Regions from separate parts of the Sus scrofa genome. Here region 2 is linked to region 1. Evidence: chromatin contacts called from public Hi-C data. All regions are on one chromosome and are shown on one strand. Each heading gives the region's core, a stretch centred on a gene start, on an enhancer-like site or on the middle of the called end of the contact. The rest is flanking DNA. Distances are from core to core; before and after follow the strand shown.

What was found. A called contact is a pair of places that touch in the nucleus more often than the background predicts.
Region 2: a Hi-C map of liver shows a contact between it and region 1, with 3 times the contacts expected there. The contact joins two enhancer-like sites. A contact is called at or near these places in 11 of 47 Hi-C or Micro-C datasets (adipocytes, embryonic fibroblasts, fetal heart ventricle and 5 more) and 2 of 2 datasets of contacts at active chromatin or transcription factors (alveolar macrophages and skeletal muscle).

What each region holds. Positions count from the first base shown.
Region 1 is chr13:82,053,176-82,060,078 of Sscrofa11.1, forward strand. It overlaps a transcript of ZBTB38 not described here. Among named protein-coding and RNA genes, the nearest start is that of PXYLP1, 110 kb to the left of the region's middle. Within about 2 kb of position 5,141, at least 12 of the 83 cell types and tissues checked have an H3K27ac peak or open chromatin away from gene starts, as enhancers often do. A contact at or near this core is called in liver, where this site is marked.
Region 2 is chr13:82,151,331-82,158,988 of Sscrofa11.1, forward strand. It overlaps a transcript of ZBTB38 not described here. Among named protein-coding and RNA genes, the nearest start is that of ZBTB38, 34 kb to the right of the region's middle. Within about 2 kb of position 4,776, at least 28 of the 83 cell types and tissues checked have an H3K27ac peak or open chromatin away from gene starts, as enhancers often do. A contact at or near this core is called in liver, where this site is marked.

The DNA.
Region 1 (6,903 bases), core at 3,891-6,390:
ATTCTTCACCCTCCTTGAGCCCGCATCAATCCGTCAGTCCACTGCCAGCATCGGCTCCCATCACTGCTCCCTGAACTACTACTCGGTCTTCAATGCCCTCCCCTCGCGAATCCTCCGAACCCCAACCGCAGTGACCTTAAAAAATGAAGTCAGGATAGCAACGCGCCCCACCTGAAACCGACAACAGATTTACACGATCAGCGGATAATGCCCATCTCCTCTGTGTGATTCGAGGATTCCTTCAGGTCCCTAGCCTGCTCACTGGGAACTCTGCTCTCTCAAGGCCCCGGGTTTTTAAACACGTAGCCCCGTGTCTGGTCCTACGCCACATTCCAAAGTTTCGGCTCTAATGCTTCGTCCTCTCAGCTTTTACGCGCTGCTCCTACACCCACATCTCAGAGATTATCACTTGCCGCTGTAATTGCCCAATTACAACTGGCAATTGTGATCGACCGAGGGCCCAAGTCCGTCTATCACGTCCCACCTCGGGACCCCGCCCCAGCGGAGAAAGCCTGAACCGCCGCAGATCAGAAACCCGCCATACACAAACTCACATGTTTCTTTCCCGCGCCGTGGGGCACTGGAAGCTGTGCTGTGAAGACGGAAATGCACATGCGCATACGGACCAGTAGGGACTACGATTCCCAGAACCCTCCTGACCGAGACTCTATTTCCCAGAAAGCCCCGCGGACCCCCCCCCTCCGGAACTGCGCTCAAAAGCGGAAGTTAGGGTGAGTCTGGTGCTGGAGTTGGTTTCTGAAAGAGTGGAACTGTGCGCGGTTTTGCGCATTGTCTACCTCCAGAGGTCGTTTGTGAGTCAGAGAAACCGGGACTTTTGAAGGCAGGGACCTGGCGACAGGGCTTCAGTGCATTGTTCTGTTCCCTCTGGTGCGCACAACCAGGCCTGCTGCAGTCTTGTCGCCCTCCCGCCCCTTGGTGCTGTCTCCCTACCTCTGGGCGTTTCTGGGAATGGAGGCCGATGACTAGACGGTCTCGGGTACCGCTATTCCCAACTCTGCATTGCCTGTCTTCCACTAAGAAGTGAAGGTCTTAGCTTTAAGGGCATTACCCATAGGGTTCCCCGTGTGGATCCCACAGCTCTTTTGCTTTTTCCAGCAGTAGCTGCAGGAGTTGAAACTGTGGGCAGTGAGACAGATGTGGACAGTAGCAGGGAGGTGAGAGGTCTGTGGTTCCTGACTGGCTGTCCTGGTTCCCAAGAAGATAATATATCTGTGGCCCCAGCCCTATGGCTATATGGGACCTGTCCAGCACATGTCCTTTAATAATTGGATTCTGGAAAAAATCAGCCTCCGTCCTCAGACCCTGCGGTCCCAACCTCATCTCTCAGATCCCACCAAAGCCTCTTTGGGCCCCAATGCTTATTTTCACTTTTCCCCTTGGAGGTCACTTAGAGTACCTGGCTAGAAATGGGAGCAACAGTGGGATTGGGATAGAGATAGGGGGTCTGGAGCGTTTGGAGGGAAAGAGGAAAATAGAAGGGAAGAAAGGACTGAGAAGGAGCTGTAAAATATTCGAGACAAAGTTACAGAAGCAAAATGGGAGGGTTAGCGTGAAGGCCTTGGGAAATGAGAGGAAATGAGGCCCACCATTACTGTGTATCTCGAAAGACAGAACTATATGTATCCGTAAGCAGGCAGATGAAGAATACATTTTATAGAGTTTCAGGCAAGGAAATCTTCCTTGATGAAAGGCAGGGGTCTGTCAGATGGATTACCTCATGCTTGCTGGTCATGAAATTTCAGAGTGACTGAATAAAGGTCACATTTCTGGGAGAGGCCAAAACTGCACTTAGGTTAAGTATTAAGTCCATGGAGTTACCGTCGTGGCGTAGTGGTTAACGAATCCGACTAGGAACCATGAGGTTGAGGGTTTGATCCCTGCCCTTGTTCAGTGGGTTAACGATCTGGCGTTGCCGTGAGCTGTGCAGTAGGTCGCAGATGCGGCTCGGATCCCGCGTTGCTGTGGCTCTGGCGTAGGCTGGCAGCTACAGCTCCGATTGGACCCCTAGTCTGGGAACCTCCATATGCCACGGGAGCAGACCAAGAAATGGCAAAAAGCCAAAAAAAAAAAAAAAAAAAAAGTATTAAGTCCTTGTTTGCTGACATGAGCCTTAGCACCAGTGACTCCATTTGGACGCTGTTTTTTTCTTCTTTTAACAGAATTTCCTTAATGAAAGCTTTAAAAATATTCATTTTACTCAATTTTGAACCTTGGGTACCTGTCCTTTTGTTATTCTGTGTGATAGAATGGGAAGTATACATCAAGCAAGTCTCCTGCGTTCCAAATTACTGTATTTGTCTTGAGGAGAAGTGTTAGGAAATGGAGTCAGGTTCTCAGTCTTTCAACCCCTGTACAGTTGTGTAAGAATGTGCCACGGGCCTAGAACATTTCCTTGCAAAGATAAAAAGAGCTATCATATCCTGTGCTGGGTATATGTCTTTGTTTGGAAATATCTTTCCCACTTGCAGACTGGATGTGTACTTTGTTCTGCTTGAGCATATGTGTCGTATGGCGCCAAACCTGCTGCTGTATCTGTTCCTAGAGGGAAGGAAGTGAGGTATTTTACTTGTGGTACAAGAAGCATGCATAAAGATCTGCTGGCTGTGGGGGAAATCACCATTGAAGCTGATCTTGCTCTTTGTCTTGGAGAGTAGGGAGTAAAGCGTTGTTCCGCCTAGTGCCTGTATGAGTTGTGTCTTTCTAGCACCTCCAACACTTGCAAACCATGAAGTAGGTTGATACCCTGGGGCTGCTACTCTGGCAGCAGGCATTGTATACCCATTGCTGTCCTCTTGTGGTAGGACTCCTGCCCTGGAGGTGGCAATAGGTGTCACTTGCTTGGCAAAAAGCAATTCTTTGCTTCTTTGATTTGCTAGGTGTACTAGATGCTCCTCTGATAAATACTTCTTTTACTTGAGTAACTGGATAACAGAGATTTTTCAGACTTAGGTATCTGATAGACATTTCTAGAAGATGAAAAAGTCAGCTTGTCACTTTAAGGGGAACAATTTACATATTCATTCCCAGTGATAAAATTTGGTCTTTCAAGCAAAAATTAGAATTTTGAAAAATCTGTCTACCATCTTGACAGCTTCACACACTTAAAGGATTCTTCTGATGAGCTTGATGGTGATATTGGCAAATGTGACTTCTTGAATATATCGAATAATAAAATGTGTCAACATTTAGAAGATCTTCAAAGCTCAGTATATTAGATGCATGTTGTTGCATAACAAATTATTAGAAAACATAGTGGTTTAAAACAACAACTATTTATGATCTCACAGTTTCTGTGTCAAGAATTTGGGAGCGACTTATACAGGTGGTTCTGACTTAGGGTTTCAGCTACAGTTGCAGACCAGATGTCTGCCTCTTGAGGCTGCAGTCATCCAAAGGCATGCCTGGAGCTAGACTGCCTGCTTCTAAGATAACGCACTCCTGGCTGTTGGCAGGAGACTCTGTTTCGCATCACATGGACCTCTCCACAGGGCTTTGTGTGTTCTCATAACATGGCAGCTTACTTCCCCCGGAGCAAGTGATCCGAGAGAGGGAACAAGATTGAAGCCCCAGTGTCTTTTATGATCTACCCTCATAAGTCACAGTCTGTAATTTCTACCATATTCTACTCATCAGAACCTAGTCATATGCACAGCCGCTACTCAAAAAGAGGGAAATTAAGCTCCACCTCCTAAAGGAAGGAGTACCAAAGAATATGTGGACATATTTTAATAGCACTACATTTAGTGAACTGATATTTTCCAAATGTCCAATACACGATATTACAAAACCATGATGCATGGGTAAAAAAAAAAAATTGCATTCCAATTATAAGATAGCCCAATGGATTTTTTGGTAAGATTTTTGTTTTTTCTATTATAGTTGATTTTTAATGTAACAGAGTATGAAAAGTTCATTGATGTGGTTTTAGACTCCACATTGCTACCAAGAAGCTATGATTTGTTGAGTTTTGGTGTAGCGTCAAAAGGTGAATCTCCAAAAATATCTGAAAAGGCTATTAAGATAATCCCCTCATTTTCAACTGCTTATCTCTGAGGCCAAAGTTTCTTCATATAGTTCATCCAAAACAACATTAGAACAGACTGGAATACAGAAGCAGATATGAGAATCCAACCCTCTTCTTTTAAGCCAGACAGATTTGCAAAAATGTGAAACAGTGCAACTCTTCTGATTACTTTTTGTTTTGGAAAATATATTTTTCTTAAAAAGTGTGTGTGTTGACAAGTATTGGATTTATTACTATAATTTTAAAGTGAAGTAAATATTTTCTCAGTTTTAATTTCTAATATAGTCATTACTGATAGATATAACCCAAAAACAAAAGTTCTTTGGCATCCTCAGTAATTTTTAAAAGTTATTTTAAAAAATTTTTTTGTCTTTTTAGGGCCGCACCCATGGAATATGGAGGTTCCCAGGCTAGGGGCCCAATTGGAGCTGTAGCCCCTGGACTACGCCACAGCCACAGCAACTCGGGATTTGAGTGGCATCTGCTACATACACCACAGCTCATGGCAACACTGGATCTTTAACCCCCTGAGTGAGACCAGGGATCAAACCTCCATCTTTGTGGATGCTAGTTGGACTCGATAACTGCTGAGCCACAGCAGGAGCTCCTCCTCAGTAATTTTTAAGAGTGTATGGGGGTCCTGAGACCAAAGAGTTTGAAAACCACTGTCTAAGCAATCACAATAGTCCTGTCACCCTTGAAATGGCATGTTCAGGTGTGGGCATGTGGTGCAGTTCTGGCCAAAATGAAATATGAAGTGAGGTGTTGGTGTTGTGTTCAGTTTTCAGCTCAGGGTATTAAATGAAAATATACATAGGAAAAGGGATTGGTGGAGTTCTCGTTCTTAAGCTAGATGAATATGTGATGTTTATTCACCTTCTTTATCTCATACATGTTCAATTATTTTCTGTGTGAGATATTTTATAACAAAAAAGTTAAAAGAATGTATGGAAGAGAAGATTCCCTTCCTCTATGTAAGCATTGTGTCTGTTTTGCAGCATATTCATCTGGTATATTGGCCCCAACTGTACACTGTTGGGCTCTCAGGAATTCTGTGAGCCTTTCATGGCTCTTTGAGTCTGTGTCAACAACATATTTGTGATATTTGACTTGTAACCTGAGAGTCCCAGACCTCTTGCCACATGTGCAGTCTCACCACATTCACAAGGCCGTCAGTTCAAGCTGTACAAAGTCCCTCATAAAAAGACCTTCTCTGCTCTGGCTCAGTCCCCTCTCCCCTAAGATCAGGCAGGATGCCAATATCTATCACACTTCTGCCAAGTTCTCTCACCTGAAGCCCTCATAGGACTAGATATCTACTGGGCTCGCCAGCCCACCAGTTCTGTAAACCACTGCACACCAAATCCACTTTAGACCCCTTTAGAACTTGCATGAGCACTTTCTAAGTGGAACCCTCAACAGGCACAAAGGCAGGCTAACTACACTGTGGTTGAGTGAGTGGTCCTCTCCCACTGTGGTCATCGGTGAGGTTCCCCAGTCTTACAGCACGTGTGGAGCTCTGAAACCATGATTTCTGGGTTTCTCCTACCTCTTCTCTTAATGTAACTTACTCAGAAATTTGTAAGTCAGTTAGTAAATTGGAGAATTAAACAATCCAATTAACAAGTTTGAGCAGATACCCTAGCAAAATCCAGGCTTGGCTATCATGGGTGAAGGAAGAATGATTATTGGGCAGGCACCAAAAATGTCTACTACAGTTATCTACAAATATATGTGTATTTTAAACCTTTCCAAAATAAAATGTGTTTCTGTGCGACTACAAAAGAAAATGATTAAAGGTAATGACTAAGAAGGGGAAATAGACATATAAAACTAAGAAAAGCAGTCACATTTTGAGGTATTGAGACAGATATGCTGGTAAAGGAAGCAGATCCACTTGCTGAAACCCAGTTTCCTGATCAACAGACCATATTTACTTGCTGCTTTTGCCTATTTATAAAGTTTACAGCAGTTCATACTGGATGGATTATTTTTTCTGCATCTGTGGCATGTGGAAGTTTCCCCAGCCAGAGACTGAACCCATGCTGCAGTTGCAGTCTGCACCACCACAGCTGCAGCAACGCTGGATCCTTAACCCGCTGCACCACACACAAGAACTCCCTGGACGGAATTTTTTAAACAGCCTTTGAACATTTCTGAAAAATCTTTGTTGGCCAGTGTTCCAATATATCTGCCTGATTATTCAGTCTGTCACAGTCCAGTTAGTTAGAAGAGAAGGGTGAGTTCCCGTTGTGGCTCAGTGGTTAATGAATCTGACTAGGAACCATGACATTGCGGGTTCGATCCCTGGCCTTGCTCAGTGGGTTAAGGACCCGGTATTGCCATGAGCAGTGGTGTAGGTCACACGTGGCTCAGATCCCGCGTTGTTGTGGCTCTGGTATAGGCTGGCAGCTACAGCTCTGATTAGACCCCTAGCCTGGGAACCTCCATATGCCACAAGTGTGGCCCTAGAAAATGCAAAAGGACACACACACACACACACACACACACACACACACACACAAAAGGGACATCTAGGAGAAAATAGTCGTGATATATAAAAGATTAATAGCCCAAATATGTAAATCAATAAGAAAAAGGCAACCTAATTGAAAAATGGACAAAGAATATGAACAGGCAATCTGCAGATTCAAAGATACAGTTGACCAAAAAACATCTGACAAGGTTCTCAACATTATTGGTAATCAAGGAAATACAAGATAAGGAGTTCCGGTCGTGGCTCAGCAGAAACAAACCTGACTGGTATCCATGAAGACACCGGTTTGATTCCTGGCCTCGCTCAATGGGTTAAGGATCTGGCATTGCCATGAGCAGTGGTGTAGGTCGCAGACGCAGCT
Region 2 (7,658 bases), core at 3,526-6,025, 98 kb after region 1:
AGAGCTACAGCTGCCAGCCTACGCCACAGCCACAGCAACTCGGGATCCGAACCATGTCTGCGACCTACAGCACAGCTCACAGCAATGCCAGATCCTTAACCCACTGAGCAAGGCCAGGGATTGAACCCGCAACCTCATGGTTCCTAGTCGAATTCGTTAACTCCTAAGCCACGACGGGAACTCCATCCAATAATATATTTAATGGCAGTAACAGTGCATAGTCATACCATTAAAATATTTTGATGCATTTGTCTTTCGGACTCTGTGTCTTCAGTGGATAAACATCCGTGTCATTGTATTTCCCTTGTTTTCCGAATCTTGGACTTGGATTTTTAGGCTAGTTCACGTTGTTCATTTACCCCAACCTCATTTTATAGACAAGAGAATAACTTATCCTTTTCCCCCCTCCTAGTCCCAGCTCTCTTCTCTGCTTATTCACGGAAAAGAACTGAAATGTCTCTAATGTTTGGTGTTAAGCTATGTATGAAGAATATAAAATATATTTGACTTGTGTATATTAAATTGCACTTTATGGCCCCCTGTATATAATTTTAAAAATCAGATGACTTAACAGGCAGATGTTTATTAAAACTATACTGAGTCATTTTGTAACATTGTTGGTATTCCGCTGACAGTTTGCTTCTTTGGAACAGGATTGCCAGTGGCCTGGAGCCTGGCCTAGAAGCAGGGTTTCTCTGTTTATACCCAACAGCCCCCGGGGGAGGAGAAGACAGAATTGGCTATCATGGAGTCCCTTCTATACCTTGGGTGCATTATATCAGCCTTCTGACTAGAACTGCCAAATAAACTGGTGTGATGGAAACTGAGGCAAAGAGGTTCAGTACTGAGGCTGATGTTGGAGAAATGAGATTTTTACCCCCTGGGCTCTTATCTGACTGTCAATTCCAGCTTCCCCTCTCCACACCCCACGTTGTTTCCCCAGCCACGTGTTGAGGGCATGAAGTAGATCCTTGTTTCTGATTGTGGCTTAGAAACCCGTCCCTGATGTTACTGTAACATCAGAATTTTTGACAAGAAGCAAATAGGGAGAGGTAACGTGCAAACTTAAGTTTGTTCAACAGATATCAACTATCTGTTGAACAGGTATCAGATCAGGACTCCGCCCTCATGGGGCCTCCCAATCTTTCTCACCTATTCTTATCTACCATCCACATGCTGCGGCAAGCTTTTCTAAAAGTGAAAAACACCAATGGATTTCTGCACTGATAAGATTAAAGATTTTGACTTGCCCTAGCTATCACTGTCCCTGTGGGGGGGGGGGCTAGATGTTCCCAGAGTCGCCCTGTCACTTTGAAAGTTTAAAACAGGTGTTGCCGCTGTGGCTTATGGCTCAGCGGTTAACAAACCTGACTAGCACCCATGAGGATGCAGGTTCTATCCCTGGCCTTGCTAGGTGGATTAAGGACCTGGCATTGCTGTGAGCTGTGTTACAGGATCCTGTGTTGCTGTGGCTCTGGTGTAGGCCAGCGGCTACAGCTCTGATATGCCACAGGTGCTGCCCTAAAAAGCAAAAAAAAAAAAAAAAAAAAGTTTAAAACAGGTGCTTAGGGGGTGTCCAGAGGTGTTTAGTGTTTGTTGATTACTCTCTGAGGCCCTGAGGAAGTTTATACGGGGCGAGGGGAAAACACCAGAGTTGGCGGGGGGCGGGGAGGGGGGCGGCAAGGTCAAAAACACCACAGTGTAAGAGACAGAACTGAAGGCCTGGGACTTGTTCCCGTGACCCCCTGTACAACCTTGGGAAAGAAGGGCATGTAACTTTGCTGGCTTGATTTCTTTACCTGTAACCAGAGCAGGTTTGGCTCAATGATGGCAAAAGTTCCTTCCAGCTTCAGGGTGCAGTCATTCTGTTTCCTCTCTAGCAGAAAAGCAGAGGTGCTGAGATAGGCAAATGGTAACTCTGAGGTCCGCCAGAGGTCCCAACTGCAGAGCTCCCTGTGACTGTCCTCAGAGAGGTACCAGTACTGGGCCCTGCCTTTGCTCCACACACTTTGGAGGAAAGTGCATGGATGTTAAGGGTGGGAGAGACTGCTTTGGAGGAAGTAAGGCTTCCTACTGGCTGGAAATCAATCAAAAGGTGACAGAATAGGAGGTAGGGAATGATATTTTTAAATTTTATGGCTAGAAAGAACCTTAGACATAAACTAGCCCAACCTCTTCACATTCCAGATAAGGGAACGGAAGTGCAGGGAAGTCATAGGATTTGCTCAGGGTCACATAGCTAGTGGCAAACTGGGAACAGAAGCCAGCGTCCCCGTGCTGTTCCAGTACGTTCTCTGCAGAAGCAGGTAGGTCCCGTCCTAAAAGCACATGAGCAGGAGAGCAGGATATGGCTGTCGGCAAGCAAAGCCTGAAGAGGTACTAGAACTGTTCTGTTAGGGAGAGCAGCCCACAGGGCCTGCTGGGCCTGTAGCAGCCACTGCTAGAAGGATAGTGCAAGGCAAACGTCCATCCTACCAAAGCCCGTGGAGTCTTGTGAAGTAAGGTAGCCAAGAAGATTTCTTTTTAAACCGGGAGAGACAGGAGGCTATTTCCTATTTTTTAAAGCATTTTCCCTCTCTTATTGAAATGAGAATGGCAAAGGTCTACAATAATTTAGACTTGAGAGGAAGGAAGCATTTTCTCAGGGAGTAAGAAGAGGAAGACTCGGCTCGAGCACCCCTAGTTGCGGGCCATTCCTGTGCGCGTGTCTATCACAAGGTGCCTTGTTGTCATGGGAGATCCAGTGGCTCTTCAAGTGCTAGAGGGACATCCTGGGGTTATTTCGGCAACCCCTGAAGGCCGGCTTTGTGCAAGGTGAGAGAGGTGGGAGCTACCACTTCCTGCCTTGTGAGTTGGATATCATTTCTAGGTCCCCGTGCTGTTTGTGTTCTTTTCGGGTGTTAGAACAACTTCTGATCCCTTGCAGAGTTGATTACCAGTAGATAAGAAGCCCACCGACTCAGTAAAAACAAAGCTGCATTTATTGTCTTGCCAGGCAAGAGAGACTGGAGTTCAGAATCAGTCTCCCCAAACGTATATGCATTTTCATGTAAGCATGGAGATTGCTGACTCGCTTTAGTAGAAGGCTGATTCACTTCTAGACCAAAGTGAGGATTTTTCTGTTTTCAAAAGCTACTCGGCCTTCTGGTCTGTTTCTGCTGGGAAACCTATTTATTCGGGTCTTGTGATCTCTGACTCGAACTCAGGTCACAGGGTGCAAGATGCTCATCGGGGGAGGAAGCAGCCAGTCATACCTGCATCCCAGGTGCCTGTGACTACGTCCTGTTGTGTGTTCTGCTCTTCCCTTGGACGAGTGCACATTCTACTTTTGCTTTAAAACAGGAAGGGGCGGGAGGACCCCTTTGAGAAAGCAGAGGGCACAGAGGTAGACGGAAAAAGGGATGACGTGGCTGTGAAATGAAGCCCCGAATGGGGTTTTGCTCATACATTAGAGAACCGGCCTACCCCGGGTGCTGTGCTAAATCAGGTTTAAAAAAAAAAAAAAAAGTCTGACCTTTAAATTTTTTCCTGTCAAGGTCTAACAGTTCTGGAGTTTCTTTAGCCACTATATCCTATGTTGACTTTTTTGTGCAGCAGCATTTAAATTACCTGGGAGAACATTTTTTTTTCTTATGTGAATAGACACTACGAAGTGAATTCTTACCTCGTTTTGTTGTTTAATAGTCTTACTATTTGTTTTTGTCTTTTTTTTTTTCAGTTTTGACATTTTTCAGGAAATCACTCCAAAGCTTTGTGCCGTGTTCGAATGATCTATTTTAAGACCTTCTTTTCTATTTGATGATAGGCATTTCTGATAAGATGATTTGCGCGTCTCTCTATTTTAGGAAATCCTTTTTCGAGGTCTTTTTCATTTCTTTCTTTGAGGAAGCTTAAACAGGAGCCTTACCTCCAATCCTGGCATCCACCTTACATTCAAAATGACCTATTTTCCACCCCCCATGAGGTCCCCTGGCTCAGGGAGAGTAATAAAAGTCGGGTGATTAGTCCTCTTGGTGTTCAGCAAACAAATACTTTGGAGGCCATGATTTGTGTTACTGGTCGGAAAGAAAGGTTCTATCTGTCTCTAGACAGTGACTCTTGTGACAGGTAAGTGCCTTGTGTTCCCAGAAGGTCCCCTGAGTGCCTTGTTTGTTGTGTTCAGGTTTTCTGCAGCCCGGTGGCGGTGGCCATTTTCTGTGAGTTTGAATCCCTGGGTTAAACTCCTCCCCCTGTGGCGTCTATGAGCATTTGTTTTCTAAAATGAAAGCACAGGCAGAAACTCGAGCTGTTCTACAGAACAGCCTGTTCTTCAGACTTTTTTTTTTTAAGATCAGTGTATTTAAAGCATAATTTTTCTAAACAGGCTGTTGGGGGGTTTTATCTGTGTGGGTTTGGGTTTGTTTGGGGACTCTTACTTTTTTTGAAGGGCAGGCAACACATTTATTGATGTTATTGCTCTCTGTTCCCCTCATCCCCAGGTAACTTCACTCTAAAACAGGTGAGCAGGGCACCTGTTGGATGCATCCTGCCAGAAACCTTCATTTAGTTTTAATCAAATTTCTTTCAGGGTGAAATTGGCAAAGGCTAAAGGGAACTGAGTACCTATAGTATTCCTCCCTCTCCCAGCCCAACAGTTCTCCCCAGTCAGTTTCTTTTGTTTAAACCGTCTTCATCCCTTTGTGTGTCTGGCTAGAGTTTCTGTAGCATGTCCATGGTGTAGAAAAGCCTCTGTGCTCCTGGTCATGCGTACGCCAGTCAGTGGGCTTGCTTTGACAGCTTGGCAGGTTTTGCATCTCCCGAGCCCTAGGAAGAGGTGACGGTTTCACAATCCCGTGCTGCCTCAGAGATCTGTGCTGCCATGCCTGGCCTCCGTCCAGAGATTGCAGTGTTGCCAGCGGTGGCTTCAAGCTGGAAAAATGGGAGGTGGAAGAGAAATGATGGAAAACATGGGAGGAGGGATTGTGGAAAACAGAGGAGAAGGAAATGTGTGTGCAAGGAAAGTATGTGCAGGGACTCAAGTAAATATCCGAGAGCCCAGGTCGTAAAAATGATCTCCGTACATTGGCATTTTGTGTGTGCATCCAGGTGGGGGGGCCACCGCAAACGGGGGGCTGTCAGTTGATGGTGGGGAGGAGATGTGGCAGAACAAGCCAAGGGCATCAGCAGCTTTTCTCCAGGATGTGCCCACCAGCATGACAGATGCTTAGACCAAGGGGATCAACTCTCTCCTCCCATTGCCACCCCAGTGTTCATTGAGTGGGATTTGCTTCCTCGGGTTGACTCCCATTGTTCTGCTGAGTACTTCTCTAAGATGCCCCAAGGACCCTTGTGATCTTGCTGGATATATTTTATTGTGTTGACTCCATTGTCTGATATCCGGGCTCTCTTTCTGTGATCTAGTTTTTAGAATTGTTTTTTGTATGACGCAGTAATGGAGGGTGATACCCATTCCGAATACTCTGACCCGGTAAGGAGCTATGTGTTCTCAGCAGTTACTGCTTCCCTCATTGTATCACATGGTAGTGATGCGTATGGAACTCTTTGTAGATGGAGAGCTAGGTACCTCTGAGAGTGTGAGTCTGATTGGGTGGGGGCCTGATTAAGAGTCATCATCTCCTTCTTGCAGCTTGAACACACTGCATCATTAAAACTACTTTGAAGCAAAGTGAAACGTTGGCTATCTGCCACTTCCTCAGGACTCATATAGTAGGACATTTTCCACATGGAAATGAACTGGAGGGATCCTGAAGAAATGTTATATGACCTGGATATATTCCATGTTAAAGCTTCTTAGCACCTCTTCTTCTTCATTAAGATGGGACACTTTGGTAGTTTTGAAAGCTTGAATATTGGTATTTCACCATTTAAAGTTTAGAAGGGTGGGCGTTCCTGTGGTGGCTAAGTTCCTGTGGTACTTCAGAATCCGACTAGAGTCGTGAGGATGTGGGTTCAATCCCTGGCCTTGCTCAGCGGTTTAAGGCTCTGGCATTGCCTCAAGCTGTGGTGTAGGTCACAGATGTGGGTCAGATCCTGCATTGCTGTGACTGTGGCATAGCCTGGCAGCTGAAGCTCTGATTCAACTCCTAGCCCAGGAACTTCCATATGCCACAGGTAGAGCTGTAAAAATAAATAAGTACATTTTAGGAGGACATTGCAGTTACAGAGGTTGAAATGTTAGAGGCTTAAGAGATCTCTCCATATGCCATTATAGATTAAGGTCTAAAATTCAGATCCATACAGGAACAGGATGGTAATATGAATGTTCAGTGTGGGCTTGGTATAGGAAGATGGAATGGTTAGATCATGGCAAAATGGAGGGTATTAAAACTTTTTAAAATACTGTGGGGCTTAATGAAACAGGCCTGCAGGCCGCATTCAGCCTCTGGACTGCTGCTTTGCATAGCAGTTGTAAAGCAACAACATCTGACTCAATCCACCAGGCTGGATTTCCTCAGTGGCAACCTGCCCAGTCTTTTCCTGCAAAGCATTGGGCTTGAAGCGCTCCAAGACCCAGCCCAAGAAAAACTCACGGCCACTGAACCTTCTCCATGTCACAGCAAATAAAGGAGCTACTTTGAATGCGAAGTGTGTCCATCTCATACAGGCAAAGTGATCTGTTAGTAGACTCAGCAGCCGTCCACAGTTTGTATGGCCAAGGACATGGGGGAGGCGTTGGGCAGAGCAGCCTTGATTAAGCTGCCCAATGCTTAGTGGGCCCATCCCAGGACAAAACAGGAAGGACCCACCAAAGGAAGCCCCTCCTTATCCAGGCATGTCACTCCCAAAGCAGCTGAATGGAGGCCTGCCTGCAGAGGCCAACCTGGATGGTGTGGGGGGCCGTGGAGTGACAGCAGAGGACAGCAGGCTTATTTTGATATACCTGGTCTATGTTATTGACCTGCTTGGCCCAAGGATGCGTTCTGAAATATCAGGCAGTTAGCGCCTTCCTAATTGGTCCTAGACGGGGACAGTGTGACAATTGTGCTCTCTATTGACGCTCAATTGACCTGCACATCCTAGAATTTATAATGCCTTCCCTTTTTCTAAACATCTTTTAATCACTCTCATTTTCATCAGCTCTTTTTGGTGCTCAGTGAGTCATAATGTCTGCGAAACACTTAGCACAGGGCCTGGCATGTAGAAAGTGCTCAGAAAATATTAATTTTTATTGTCATTGACGTCATCATCATAACCATTTTAATGATTGTCATTTCCCCAGAAGACAGCACACCTTTGGTTTCCTTAAACCTGGTCGTGTACCTCCACCATCTCCACTCTGACATAAATAAAGACGGACCACACATATGTAACCAACTGTGTCAAGAAATGCACCTAACAGGATCCCCAGCTCACTCCTGCATGTTAATGTTTGGGAAGCACTGCTCTAGGTGCTGTGGTGAAAAACAGAGACCAACTCGCATAGAGATTGGTCTTCGTAGATATTCTAGCTCGGCAGTGCTGTGAGATAGTCGTGGGGTGGAAGCTGGGGAGGGGTGTGCTTTTTACATTCTACTGTAGGGATGGAAGATGGGGTGTTTTGACCACACTAAGAATCTGATTCTGAAGGCTCTTGTCCCCAGGCTGTGACTTTAACCCTAAGTACCTGATTCTCCCTCCATGCTCTGCCTCCACTCCCCCCCATCTCCACATTGACCATC